Regions from separate parts of the Mus musculus genome. Here all the other regions are linked to region 1. Evidence: chromatin contacts called from public HiChIP or PLAC-seq and promoter capture Hi-C data. All regions are on one chromosome and are shown on one strand. Each heading gives the region's core, a stretch centred on a gene start, on an enhancer-like site or on the middle of the called end of the contact. The rest is flanking DNA. Distances are from core to core; before and after follow the strand shown.

Evidence for each region. Promoter capture Hi-C pulls out the DNA fragments that hold promoters and counts their contacts. HiChIP or PLAC-seq counts read pairs in DNA pulled down with a chosen protein or histone mark.
Region 2: an H3K4me3 HiChIP or PLAC-seq map of the SCID.adh cell line shows a contact between it and region 1, with 12 read pairs. The contact joins the promoter of Rad54l here to the promoter of Toe1 in region 1. A contact is called at or near these places in 7 of 39 promoter capture datasets (the 3T3-L1 cell line, cranial neural crest, embryonic stem cells and 4 more), 3 of 115 datasets of contacts at active chromatin or transcription factors (the SCID.adh cell line, bone marrow-derived macrophages and embryonic basal ganglia) and 1 of 9 other capture datasets (pancreatic islet).
Region 3: a contact with region 1 is called in a promoter capture Hi-C map of pre-B cells, with 2.1 times the contacts expected there. The contact joins the promoter of Nsun4 here to the promoter of Toe1 in region 1. A contact is called at or near these places in 3 of 39 promoter capture datasets (hippocampal neurons, liver and pre-B cells), 1 of 484 Hi-C or Micro-C datasets (uterus) and 1 of 9 other capture datasets (adipose tissue).

What each region holds. Positions count from the first base shown.
Region 1 is chr4:116,805,000-116,809,869 of GRCm38.p6, forward strand. It overlaps Toe1 (target of EGR1, member 1 (nuclear)), which reads right to left and starts at 2,560. Exons shown (of 8, transcript NM_026654.2): 1 at 2,469-2,560; 2 at 1,618-1,760; 3 at 1,487-1,527; 4 at 1,260-1,356; 5 at 986-1,144; 6 at 487-746; 7 at 133-295; 8 at 1-56. The coding sequence starts at 2,520. It overlaps Mutyh (mutY DNA glycosylase), which reads left to right and starts at 2,735. Exons shown (of 16, transcript NM_133250.2): 1 at 2,735-2,772.
Region 2 is chr4:116,120,568-116,125,410 of GRCm38.p6, forward strand. It overlaps Rad54l (RAD54 like (S. cerevisiae)), which reads right to left and starts at 3,122. Exons shown (of 18, transcript NM_009015.3): 1 at 2,495-3,122; 2 at 2,329-2,415. The coding sequence starts at 2,497. It overlaps 2510003B16Rik (RIKEN cDNA 2510003B16 gene), which reads left to right and starts at 3,273. Exons shown (of 3, transcript NR_131048.1): 1 at 3,273-3,549.
Region 3 is chr4:116,051,862-116,056,350 of GRCm38.p6, forward strand. Nsun4 (NOL1/NOP2/Sun domain family, member 4) reads right to left here and starts at 1,950. Exons shown (of 6, transcript NM_028142.5): 1 at 1,823-1,950. The coding sequence starts at 1,915.

The DNA.
Region 1 (4,870 bases), core at 1,310-3,809:
AGGTCAATATCGTGTGACTGAGGACACTGTGGTCCCAGAGGACACCAGCCATAGGCCTGGAGGTTGGAAAAGTGTAAGAAGGGGCTCCATACATCAGAGCCTTCCCTCCCCAAGAAATGGACATTTACTCACCGAGAACTTGTCACAGATGCCAGTGGTACGAGAACGACGGCAGGTCCCAGGGGACATACAGCAGCGGTAGTCAATGTGCCCGCTCATGCTAGATGGATAGCTGCAGAATTCCAGGGCAAGATGTGGGCTGCCAGCTGCCCGCTGCTTCCCATTCTCCCGCTCACTGCAACAGCGCAAGAAGGTATTGCTTCACTAGCATATAAGTTCCACCAGAACAGGGGGGGTTGTGTTTTGTTCACTGCTGAATCTTCAGCACCTAAAAACAGTGCCTGGCATATGGTAGGTACTAGATAAATAAGTGAATGAAACAGGCTCATGCCAGGCCCCACCCCTTCCCATCAACCATGTTCTCACCATTTCCGGAAAGCGTATTCTAAGTAGGAAGCTACAAATCGGGCATGGAACTCGGCGGCATATTTGGTGTCATAGATGCCTGCTGGGAACATCTCACACAGGTCAGCAGTGAAGGTCCCCAAGTTCTCAGGCAGGTGCGCGTAGAAATTCTGGTACAGGAACACCAAGTCTATAAGGCCATTATGTAGCACCAGGGGCCGTCGGGCCCGAATCAGTTCAAGGAACAGCGTCCGTACCGACTGGCTCTGGCTCTCATCTCCCTAGGTGGAAGGGGAAGGACAACGATGCCCAGTCAGCACCCAGTCAGCACACTTAACCAGGTTTCCCACTGGGGAAGCACCGCCTCATTATCTAACCCCGCCCTGCCCCTTCCACAAAGGTCTTGTTTCTCGAGCCTTGTCACACACATGTCCCCCACCCCCCACCCCCCAGGCCTATGCAAGCAAGAAATAAACCACACGGGACTCGAACTCAAGGCCAGAGGAAGCTGGAGAGCTACCTTGTCATTGCCCTTATGGTAGGGGATACCCTGGGCGTACTGCCGGTTGAAGTTGAAGCCATGCTGTACCAGGAACTGCACAGACTTCGGTTCTATAACGTACTCCTCTATGCATAGCAGGGTGAGATTGAACACTTGAGCCAAGTAAGAATTTTCACCCTGAAAAACATGAGGATCTACTTTACCAAAAACTGGGAGGAAAAATTTCCACCATTAAGATCTCAACTCTCAGGCCCCATGCCTCCCTCAGACCTGGGATGAAGGTAATTCCTACCTTATCTGGTTGCTGCCTGAAGCAGGCGAGGCCCAGGGACAGGACAGAACGGGTCCTGGCAGCATGACACACGGCCTTGTAACGTTCCTCAATGCACCTTAGAGTTGGGTTTGGGCATGAGTTAGTTTCACAAAGAACCCAAACTACCAGGGCTGGCAGTCCCTAGCTTCTGGGTTGAGACCTACATATTTGTTAGAGCTGGGATCACAGGCAAGGCTTATACTTACTGGTTCAGCAAACTCTTCCTATCCCCGAGCCCACTCAGCTCCTATGGGTGGGTAAAGGAAGTGTGGTTATTTTCCACACCCATCACCAAACACTTCACAGCCACCTGCCCTCCCTTCCTCCCACTCCTCACCGTGTCCACAGCCACAAAGCTAGCTGTCTTTAAGGCTAGCAAGAGTGATGGCCATATCTCCTTGAAGTTGTCACTCTGCACGTCTACCACAGGAACCCGAACCACAAACTCCTCTGCAGGTTGTGTGTTTTTGTTGACACCACCTGGGGATAAGGGCGTTGATGGATTTAGATGGTTTCACAAGGTCCCTGTGGAGCAAACACCAAGCTAGATGTGGGCAAAGGGGTGCCCACTGACAAGCTTTCACTTAAAGATTTTACATCTACCAGCTCTAAACACAAGCTCTGAAATGGGCAGTGCCCTAAATTTGGAAAAAGGGCATCTGTGTCTTTTAGTGCCTTTATGTGGGACTGGGAAATCATTTCTTTTTTGCATCATGATCAGGAGAAAAGTGGACTAGATAACCTTTGAGGATTCTTTATCCTCCAGCCTGTAATCCCAGGACTAGGGAGCATTAGGCTGAAGGACCACGAGTTCAAGGCTAGCCTACAGAGCATGCTCCTATCTCAAACACAAACCGATCCCATAAAGCCACATATACATGATGCCTCAACAGCTACCGGAGTGCTCCAAAGTTAAACCCAAGCTCCACTTACTGTGGACGACTACGCACTCTGGTATTACCGACTGACAACCACCGGCTCCGTCCAAAACACACCACCCATCCCACCTCACTGCTCCACTCTACAACAGTTCGGGTTTTGCAGTTGCACGCGCTGCACACTGGGAGTTGTAGTCTAAGATAGCTGAGGCAAGAAGAACTACAGGCCTGTCTCCGAGCTACCGGGCCGAGGCTTTTCCCTCCCCAGGACCCCTTAGGCTTCTGTGGCCATCCCTGGGGAGCCGCTCACCGTCAGAGGGCGTTGGAACTGGAGGCACATCATCGTCACTGTCCGCGGCCATGACGCCCCTCGCCAGCCTTCTGGAGGTACGCAGAGACTTCCGCTTCGTCTCCAGAAGCGACACGGATCTAGGATGGGGCGGGGTCTCGGCGTCTGGGTCCCGTAGGGTCAACTTCCGTTCCGAGTGGTCGGGCGGGGTGCGGAGCGTGGGCCTTGCGCGCGCTGAGTGTCTATTGGCTGGACGGTCCTACTGACCGAAGCCACGCCCCCTTCGGGGTTTCTTGGGAGCGGCCGGTCGGAGACTGCGCAGGAGGTAATCTGTGCTTTCATTTGTGGTGGCGGGAACGTGGAATCTTAAAATTACAGCCGATCGTTTCACTTACACAAACTCAGGGTTGGCATGGGCAGCGCAGGCTTCTCGGCGCTGGGTTGGGGAAAGAATGCCTCCTGCGCTGAGCTAAAGCAAGCCTAGGAGTTCGGGAGAGAGGGGTGCACGGCCGAGTAAAGGGGTCCTGAGCATGGACACAAGTCCAGAAAGATAAGGAAGTGAGAGGGAAGCGTTCTACAGGACACAGGTAGATAAGTGGTAAAATGACCAGGAACGTTTTAAAGATAATTCACCCAAGTATTAATGTGCACTTGAGTTAAGGTTTTGGTAGGTCTTAATTTGACCTGTAGGTGGTAACAATGTCGGAATTCAGTCCCATCCTAGGAAGTGTTCTCTAGCTCCACCGACCTAGATTTCTCCTTATCTTAAAAGATAAAAGGCTTCAAACTTATCTTTAAAAATTCAGGCTGGGTGGGATGGTGCCTGACAATAATCTCATCCTTCAGGAGGCAGAGGCAGGCGGATCTCTGAGTTCAAGGCCAGCCTGGTGTACTGAGTGAGCTCCAGGGCTGCACAGAGAAACTCTCGTCTCTATAAAACAAAACAAAAAGCAATCTCCACACCTGGAGTGCTGGGTTATAGGTGTGCACAACCACTCTAGTTTGACTTTTTTTTTTTTTTTTTTTTTTGGTTTTTCGAGACAGGGTTTCTCTGTATAGTCCTGGCTGTCCTGGAACTCACTTTGTAGACCAGGCTGGCCTCAAACTCAGAAATCCACCTGCCTCTGCCTCCTGAGTGCTGGGATTAAAGGCGTGCGCCACCACGCCCGGCTAGTTTGACTTTTTAAAAAAGATTTGTAGTGGGCGATGGTGGCGCACGCCTTTAGCCCCAGCACTTTGGGAGGCAGAGGCAGGCGGATTAGGTGGGTTTCTGAGTTCGAGGCCAGCCTGGTCTACAAAGTGAGTTCCAGGACAGCCAGAACTACACAGAGAAACCCGTCTCCAAAAAACAAAAACAAAAAAGGTTTGTTACTATTTTTAATTCCGTGTATGATTTCTGCGTGGGTCCGTGTGTGTGAGTGCAGTCGGATCCCACCCTCCAACACAGATCTCACAGCCCTCTAATCCCCCTGGCCGTAGCCTAGGGCTGATATCACAGCTGGTTTATGAGCAGTCCAATATGGATGCTATGATCAAAACTCATGAGCCCCCACTGTGCAGCCACGTGGGATCCGGGATTGAACCCAGGACTTCATGTTCCCTAGACAGTCACTAACTGACCAACATCTCCACTCAAAAGTTGTGGGATTTTTTTTAACTTTTACTTTGTTTGTTTAATATATATGACTGCTTTCCTGTATATGTGCACAGGGTCCCTGTGTCCGTGTTTATTTGATATATATGAGTATTTTCTTGAATATATGTATGTGCACAGGGAGGGTCCCTGGTGCCCATGAGGCTAGAAGAAGGTGTTGGATCACCTGAAACTGGAGTTTCAGATGATTATGAGGTGCTGGAAATCCAACTAATTATCACTAACCACTGAACTATCTTCTCAACTCCCAGGCTTGTGGTTGGTTGGTTTATTTGTTTGAGATGAAACCAGAGTTCATAGTCATCCAGCTTAGCTTCCAAAATGCTGTTTCATTTAAAGTAGAATAAGAAGACATTGACCAAAAGAATCAAAAGTAAATTTGACATTACACTTGCTATAAAAGCTACAATGGAGAATGCCAGGTATGGTGGTGACAAAAGCCATGAACCTTAGCACTAGGGAGGCAGAGTTCCAGGCCAGCCAAGGCTGCATAGTGAGAGCCTGTGGCAAAATAAAGTAAAATAAGATTAAGTTAGGCAGTTGGAGCATAGTGAAAGGATGAGACTCTGGCCTCTGGATATCAAAGCACCTTGCATACTGGGTTGGACTGGAAGGAATGAAGCTTAGCCGGGCTGGTGGGTTAGCAGGATCTCAGCCTGTGCGTGTGGAAGAAACAGCCCTCTCCTGGAGACAGGCTTCAGTGAAACTGCTCTCCTCTATTGGGGGTAACAAGAGCTATATAAACCTTGGGGACTGAGTAGGGCTTTTC
Region 2 (4,843 bases), core at 1,872-4,371, 680 kb before region 1:
GCTGCAGCCTGTGAGGAGCTAGGCCAGCTCTTCCCCTCTCACATTTTCAGGGTTGGTCCACCTGTGCCTTCACAATCAGGGCCAGCTCCCCTGTGTTGCCCAGGTGAAGTGCATGGCCCACTCTTCCAAGTGCTGCAGCCAATGACAGGCAGGGATACCTCTCCAGCTTTTCTCATGACCCCAGGGTCAGCTCTCAGTACTGAATCACCCCTTCACCCATGCCAGCTCATGCCAGAGGAGTGATGGGGCCAGCTCTCCCACTCATCCTAGGAGCTGGCTTACCTGAGCCTCCTCAACCAGAGCCAGCTGTACTGTGCTGTCTGTGGGAGGTAGAGCCTGCTCTCCTGAGTACTACAGCCATTGAGGGGCAGGGACAGCTCTCAGGTGGCCAGGGAACAGAGGGCCGCTCCCAGTTCCCAGGGCTGGCACATTTTTTGGTCATGCCCCCTAGTACTGATTCTTCTAGGGGTCCTGAGTTCAAATCCCAGCAACCACTTGGTGGCTCACAAACATCTGTAATGGGATCTGATGCCCTCTTCTGGTGTGTCTGAAGACAACTACAGTGTACCATATACAAAAAATATATAATTCTTTAAAAAAAAATGGTCCTGTCTCAAAACAACAACAAAGAAAAACCAACAAACTAAACAAACAAACCCATACTTTTAGGAGCAACCATCCAAACAAAGCTACAATCATGACTCACCCACCTGCAGAAAAGCTGCCCCACGTTCAACTCTGAGATGTTTGTAAATGGTGACAGGGAGCCATTGTTCCTGCCTCACAGATAAAAACTCCCTGCAAAGCAGCAATGCTAAAGAGCCCCACCCCAGGCCAAGCATGCTGGATTGGTCTGAAGGTAGAAGATGGCGGAAGCTCACAGTTTAAAACTACTGTTAACTATAGCATGAGTTTGAGGCTAGCCTAAGCTACATGAGAGAAGCTGTCTCAAAAGGCGGGGGAGAGGAGGATGCTGTGAACCAGCTAAGCAGAATGGATGCTTGCCTCAGAACCAGACAGCCTGAGCTAGGTACCCAAACCCAGTGCCATGACATATGCATACTCCCTACAAAATAAGTTTTAAAAAGAGTGAACACCAAGCCATCAGAGCACACTTGTAACAACTTGTCAAGCTATCTGAATTTCCTGAAACAGTTATCAGGCCCTTCTCTTCACAGGCCGATACTCATATACAGACACCAACAAGAAGTACCTTCTAAGGACAGAAAAAGTGGCACATGCCATTAATCCTTCCACTCATCAGGCAGAGGCAAGTGGATCTCTGTCTGGTCTACACAGTGAGTTCCAAGTCAGTCAGAGAGCTACATAACAGAATTCATGTCTCAAAATAGACCAAAAAAAAACACCCAGCCAGGCATGGTGGCAAATGAATCCCTGATCTTGGAAACCAGAGGCAGGTCTCTAAATTCTGAGGTTAGCCTGATCTCTATAGAGCAAGTTTCAGGGGCAGCCAGGGATATCAGAGAAACTCTAAAGCTCTCATATGCCAAAATCCTACTTTTTTTTTTTAAACGCAGATTTTCATGTATTCCAGGCTGGCCTGAATATACTATGTAGTTAGGGAAGCACACAGAATATATTAGTACACCACCACCCCCACTTTTGGCAGGCCTGGAACCCAACATTACCATTCCTTGGTTTTGATATTCTCCTCCCACCAAGAAAACTGAAACTGTATTAATTTCTAGTGAACCTACCTGGAGGATAACAATTTTTTTAAGATTTATTTATTTATTATATGTAAGTACACTGTAGCTGTCTTCAGACACTCCAGAAGAGGGCATCAGATCTCATTACAGATGGTTGTGAGCCACCATGTGGTTGCTGGGATTTGAACTCAGGACCTTTGTAAGAGCAGTCAGTGCTCTTAACCACTGAGTCATCTCTCCAGCCCCAAGGATAACAATTTTATTAATCTTCTCCAATGCTTAGTATACTGTAAATTTTCATTAAAATTTACTTACGCGGGGCAGTAGTGGCAAACACCTTCACTTTCAACACTGGGTAGCAGAGGCAAGGGAACCTCTGTGTGAGTTCAAGGCCAGCCTGGTCTACAAACAGAGTTCCAGAACAGCCAGGGCTACACAGAGAAACACTGTTTCAAAAAAAAAACCTTAAGTGCCAGGTGTGCCTGGCACATGCCTACGACCACACACTGCATTTGGGAGACAGACCATAGTCTACAGACCTGGTGAGAAGCTCATCTCAAAAAAAAAAAAAAAAAAAAAAAAAGCTTCAAAAATGTATGAAAGGTACTTTCTCAAGATGACTATGAACCTCATTTTCCTTATTCCCCTAAACACTCACTACTGTCCCAGGCTGCCAGTCTTCATCATCTGATGATCTGTCTTCTGGTTTCCTCCTAGCCAACTGGCTGGGAGCTAAGCTCCTCCTCTGCAAGGGAGAACAGAAAGTGAGTTCCTGCAGTGATCCTGCAGCCAGGCCCCTTAAGTCAGCTTAAGGTCACACTTACCATCCTGGCCCCAGAAGCATCAAATGTCAAGTGCCCATCAGCGAAGTTAAAAGCACTCAGCAACAGAGAATGCAGGACCAGGGGATGCTATAAAAGGAAGTTGCTATATCATTGAAAATATTGTCTTAAGAGTCGGTATGAGGGGAGGGGATGCAATCAGAGGATGAGGCTTGGGTCCAAACCAGGAATGTCGGTCCCCAAGTTCCTCAAGGTCAAAATATCCAAAGCCAAGTCCAAGCGGAGCTGGGTCTAAATCTAGGATGGGAAAGAAGACAGATTGAAGTTGCAGATGAGCAAAGTGGAGTTGGAATAACGTCCCTAGCTGGGCTGCTTCCCTGAGAGTAACACCTACGAAAAAGTACAGTCTTAAGTACGAAGGCGAGACGCCTGAATTCTTAGGAGAGGGATAGAATTTACCAGAGCTGGACCGACATCAAACCTCAGTGTGAGGAAGGCAAGCAGAGACCTAGGAACGCCTTGTGGGAAGTTAAACAGGAACCCAGGAAGGACCAGTTAAAAATCCAGGTTGGGAGGAGGAGAATCTTAGAAGCTGAAGAGAGGCAAAGAGCGACTCCGGTATCTTTCCCCTTATTCTTCCTCTTCCCAAAGCGCGCGTTAAGAGCCTCCAGGCAGTGTCAATCGAACCTCCCGCCACTCTGCCACCACAGTCCCCTATTGGCTGCGTTCAGTGAACTTGACGCTCGACGATCCGGCCTAAAGGAAGGGGCGGGCCTAGGGCTGAGGCTAATAAGGGTCTTGGATTTCCGCCCAGAGGCTCAACAGACCACTAGGAGCTGTGGCTTATCCTGGTGGCAGCAACAGGCAGGTGCCAGAATTCTTACTTGCCAACGGTCCCTCTTCCTGGCTCCTGCCTTTGGCCGAAGCAGCTGAACCAAATAGATGTTTTGCACCGAAGTACTGTGCGGAGGAGTTGCTACTGGAATAGATTTCAAAAGGCAGCACATTTTTGGGAATTTGATTCAGGCTCTTTATTGTGCCAGACCTGGAGCAGAAATCTGAGCTGGAAGCAGGCAAGGCCAGTGGCCAGTCAAAAGGTGAGCGGAGGTGTTGGTGCTGCACTGCCAATTGGTCTGAGATGTCTTGAAATAAGCTAGCTGTCTTTTCCTGGGGCATAGTCACCCATTCTCTAAAAATCCGTTTTTCCTTTAAGTGATATTATTATAGTACCTCTCCTAAGGGATTATTCACAGGGTCTAATTAAAGTGAACAAAGTAGCTGCGCCTGGTAGCGCAGGCCTTTAATTATAGTACTCACTAGGCATAGGCAAGCAGATCTCTGTGAGACTAGCCTGGTCTTCATAATGAGTTCCAGGACAGCGACAGCTCTGTAGAAAGACCCTCCAAGAACGGGAAAAAAAAAAAGTGTTCAAAGTATTTAACATAGCCCCCATGTATTACCTAAGTGCTCACTAATCAAAATAGCATGCCCATTACACTTAATCACTATCTACTTAAAAGGATCTCCTTAGCTATTATAAATCATTTACTATCCTCAGATAAGGTTTATTGTCCCCATTTTGTCGTGTGTGTGTGTGTGTGTGTGTGTGTGTGTGTGTGTGTGTGTGGTGTCTTGGGGGCACTAGGAATATAGCATAGTGGTAGAACTTCGTGAGGCGGTCACTGCTGAGGTTTGTTGTTATTTGAGACAAGGTCTTGCTGTGTAACCCGGTTATCTTTAAACTTATGACCCTCTGTCATCCCCAGCCCGCCTAGCAGAAATGAGGATATACTAAAGAGATACTTATGTCCTTTCCTTGGCTTTTGGGAACAATGAACCGAAGAAATTTTAATTTCCATAGGAATATCTTGCTGGGAGACAAGAAGGCTGTGAGCAACTTAATGAAAAACAAAATCACATACACAAAAAGAACAGTTAACTTCTTTGCCATGACTATGAGGTCAGCCTGGGCTGTATAGTCAAAATCTGTCTCAAAATGGGGGGTATAAGGGATGTGTGGATGTGGATAAAAGCATGTGTCACCTAAGCCTGAGGACATGAGTTCAGTGCCCACAGCCCACACCAAGGTGAAAGGAGAGAACTGATCCACAAACTTGACCTCTGACCTCCATATGTACAGCATGGCACATGCGCACCCTCATACAAACATCATGTACATACACGCTCTAATAACAGAGAAATATTCTTTAAAGGAAAGAAACTCTACCTAGCCCTAGAAAATATATAAGTATTTCCTTTTTTTTTTTTAATCTCAATTTCTTCTTTTTTTTTTTTTTCTTTTTTTTTTTTTTTTCTGAGACAGGGTTTCTCTGTATAGCCCTGGCTGTCCTGGAACTCACTCTGTAAACCAGGCTGGCCTCGAACTCAAAA
Region 3 (4,489 bases), core at 700-3,199, 750 kb before region 1:
GGACTGGGAGGGAGGCTGAGGACAGGTGTTGGTCTTATGGGATTTAGAATGGCTAGGAGGAGTGTGGTGGGGTGTATTGTCTAGGGACCGACACTTGTAGGGATTGCGTCGTGATTCAGGGGATTTGGGGGACTTCATTTGAGGGGGAGCTGAGGTAGGAGGGCGGGGTTCATTATAACCTCTGGGTGACTGAGGTGGAGCTACACACTGGTTGTTCAGGGGAGATGGGAAATACGGGGAAGGATTAGGACACTGAGGAAGAGGTGGTCCTGTGGTGCAGGAAGGACCAGAAATTATAGTACCTGGGGTTAGTAAGAGGTAAGAGTTCCCCCCAGGCTCCCACAGAAAGGACCCTACACAGGGCTTCTGGAGAGCCTGAGGCAGGGATGAGCTAGGAGAACCAGCACTCTCAGGTGGTAGGTTGATAACACAGAAAGGACTCCTAGGGGCAGATATCTGGGAATCTGGGCATAAATGGGAATAATGAATACAGCCCTCTTGAGGTGAGATGGGAGAGCCAGACATGCCTGCCTGAGAAGAAAGTGGAGGGCCACAGCCATTTTTCCCAAGAGGTACATCAAGCTGTGGTTTAGGTTCACAAGAGTTTGGAGGCATAGGGTTGTCGTGGTAAGGGTTGCCAGAGGGTGGGGAAGATGCTGAAGAAAGGGGAGGATCATTGTAACTTCTTCTAGAGGGACAGTGGGGCCCTCGGTGAGAAATGGATGCAGGGGTTAGAGGTCTAGTTTCCACAGATCGGTGAGCAAGGGGAGGTGAAATTGCAAGGCCAGGTCTCAGGGGCCGATGGGTAAGAAGAGGTGAAATGATGGAGTAATTTCCCTGGGACCCTGGCATAAGGGGAGTCGAAATCACCGGGCCTGTCTCCAAGGTTATATGAGTAAGTTCAGGGGAAGTTACTGGGCTGGCTCTAGGGGCCTGATGAATGAGAGGTGGGGAAGTCACATAACAAAGACGCGGACTTGGAGGGCATGAACGCTGAGATTCTGGGGAATCAATATAGTTGCAACATAGGTTCCGCTGATGAGGAGAGGGTGACCCCTGAAGGCTGAATCGGTCAAAACAAGGAGAGGATGAACCAGCTGGCTCTTGTCTGTACAGCCTTCCTAGGAGTGGAGAAAAGGGTTCAAAGGGGCACCTCTCCGGTGGGGGTGGGGAGGAGAGGACTGGGGGCGGAGGGGGCGGGGTGGGGATCCGTCGAGGTAAGCACGGAGAAGAAATGGTGAGGCAAGAGAAAGGTTCTCTAGAGTAAGGGGGGTTGGTGAATCTGTTGCCTGCATTTGGAGAAAGGCCAGCATTACAGGAAAGGTGGTCGTTGAAGTCTTTCCCGGGCGCCACAGGCACCTCGAGAGTGAGAACAGGGGTGAATCCTTTCCTGCAGGACGACGGAGACTCAGGAGGGAAGGAGTAGTTGTTAGGGCAGTCTGCTTGAGGTGAAGTTGAAGGGGCTGAAATTTTAAGGAGGAAAGGAGGGGAAGAGTTCATGGGACTGGAGGGGAAGGGTAAGAGGGAGGAAAGAAAAGGAAAAAGAAGGGTGGGAAGGGCAAGATAAAAGTAAGCAAGAAAAAGTAACATGAGGCGATGTAACGTCACCGAATGAAAGCTCAGGCCGTGACTTAACAGAGAGGGGCGGAGTCAGGGGGCTGCTTACGCAACAGGAAGAGGCTTGTGGTTAATAAAAGGACAGGCAGGCGTGAGACAAGAGCTCCAAGAAGGTTACGGTCCCTGGAGTTCATGTCCCGAATGCAACTGTGAGTGACGGGAAACGCAAGGGCTGGATAAGTCTCCCTCTAATGTCAGACCTTACCCATTTCTTCTTATATCGATATCTCCGCGGGACCGGCGTGAAGTCCACGAGCTTCAGCAGCTTCCGAACACATCTTAAGACGGGCGCAGCCATGTCAACTAACAACGCCAATAATTCCGACTGAAACTGCAGCTGCGCTCTCGCGGGTTCCGGGAAGGATTGAGGGCTGCTTAGAATATCAGCGGCAGACAGGGCGGGGCTAGGCTTGCGGCGCCCCCAGGGCTCCGCCTACCTCCACACCCCACCCACCAGAATCCTCGGGGCGCACACGAAGCGGTGGCTGTGCTAGAGCATCTAAAGGAGCTCCTAGGAAGTTGCAGGGAAGGCCTTCTGGGCTCAACCTGCATGGAGAAAGCTGCCGAGGTAGAACGAAATTAGAGCAGACTATAGACAGAAGCGGAATTGCTAGGAAGCCATAGAAGCCAGTTTCAAGATCTTCCTTTTAGACGGTTCTTTTCAAGACTCGGTACCTAATTTTGTGTTCTTTCTGAGACTATCAAATTGACTACGCCGCTTAGGATCCAAGAAGAAAGGGGGTGATCACTATTTTTAGAAATGATCGTTTGGCTGAGCAGAGTGGCATATGTCTTTATTCCAGCACTTGGAAGGCAGAAGCAGACGGATCTCTGTGAGTTCCAGGCCAAGCTTGGTTTTCATAGCTACAGGTCAGACAGCTTTTCTGTAACCTTACATTTATTCTTATAATGTATTGCCACCCACCATATAGTATAATCAGCTAAGTCGTAATTTTTTAAAAATGTTAAGTATGTCAAACTGATCTCTGGAAGTTGTGGGGCAGCCAACGTCTTTGAATTAGTGAGCTCCAGATTCCATGAGACCATCTGAAGACGTGTGGTGTTGACCTGCAGCTGCCATTCATAGACCATATGCACATATGCATGAACATATACAAACATATAACACACTCTTTTCTTTTCCTTTTGATTTTTGAGACAAGATCTCACTACATAGTCGTGGCTGGCCTATAACTCTCTATGTACACCAGGCTAGCCTGGAAATTATACCTGCTTGCTTCCGTCTCCCAAGGGCTGGGATTAAAAGGGTGTGCCCAAACTGTAACTCATACAAATATAGAATGAGCACCTGCCAAAAATTGTACTCATCATCCAAGTCACATACGTATCTGTCATTATCTTTTTTTTTTTTTTTTTTTTTTTTTTTTGGTTTTTCGAGACAGGATTTCTCTGTATAGCCTTGGCTGTCCTGGAACTCACTTTATAGACCAGGCTAGCCTCGAACTCAGAAATCTGCCTGCCTCTGCCTCCCAAGCGCTGGGATTAAAGGCATGCGCCACCACCGACTGGCTATCTGTCATTATCTTAAACAATAAAAGTAAAATAAGACTTAAACAAGTGAGAATTTGAGTTTCAAAATTTTAGTGAGCCAAATGAGGCCACGATGGCACATGTCCTTTTGTTTCTTTTTTTTTTTAAGAATTTTTTTTTTAAGATTTATTTATTATTATATGTAAGTACACTGTAGCTGTCTTCAGACACTCCAGAAGAGGGAGTCAGATCTCATTACAGATAGTTGTGAGCCACCATGTGGTTGCTGGGATTTGAACTCAGGACCTTTGGAAGAGCAGTCAGTGCTCTTAACCGCTCAGCCATCTCACCAGCCCCTTTTGTTTTGTTTCTTGATTTATTTATTCACTTTACATCCCAATCACTACCCCTTTACCAACTCCCCTCCCACAATGCCTCCCCCATTCCCTCTTCTCCTCCTAGAGGGTGGAGGTCCCCCCCCAGCTATCTCCCCACCATGGCACATCAGGTCTGCTTGGCAAAACGTATCCTCTCCCATTGAGGCCAGACAAGGCAGCCCAGCTGGAAGAACATATCCCACAGACAGGCAATAGCTTTTGGGATAGTCTCTGCTCCAGTTATTTGGGACCCACATGAAGACAGAGCTGCACATCTTCTACATATGTGCGGGGAGGCCTAGGTCCAGCTCGTGTATGTTCTTTGGTTGGTGGTTCAGTCTCTGAAAGTCCCAAGGGTCCAGGTTAGTTGACTCTGTTGATCTTCCTGTGGAGTTCCTATTTCCTTTGCAGACAAAGGTTCATATCTTTAATCCGTGAGCTCCTGGAGTCTGAGTCAGGTGGATCTCTTTGAGTTAGAGACCAGCCTGTTCTGCAGCGAGTTGAAGGTCAGCTAGGGATATATAGTGAAAACTGTCTCAATTTTTGTTGTTTTTGTTTGTTTGTTTGTTTGTTTGTTTTTTGCTGTTAATGTAATCAGAGGAATGTAGTGAGAATTTTGGTTTCTTTGAAAAACCCAGAAATATGGGAATATATTCTTATTTTAACCTCAAGTGTGGGACATGGGGCTGCTTCATATTGTCCACAGCAGCTATGATTTGCCTCATGCTATAGCAGGGGTGTGATTTTGCCAGGAGCAGATAATTTATGTGATTGTGTGACATTTGGAATTCTGGGGACTTTTCAGAGGGTATATAAATGCTAAGGCCCCTAGAGGCATGGTGAGTAGTTGTGTAAAACCCTGACCCTCAGTCAGTGATACTTACTTCAAGATGCCTCTGAGTGAGACACCGAGATGTAGATTGATACAAAAGCAAGAGGTTTATTTTCCAGTGCATTAGGGTCACCCCTCAATCAGTCACAAAGAGAGTGACAAGAAGTAGACC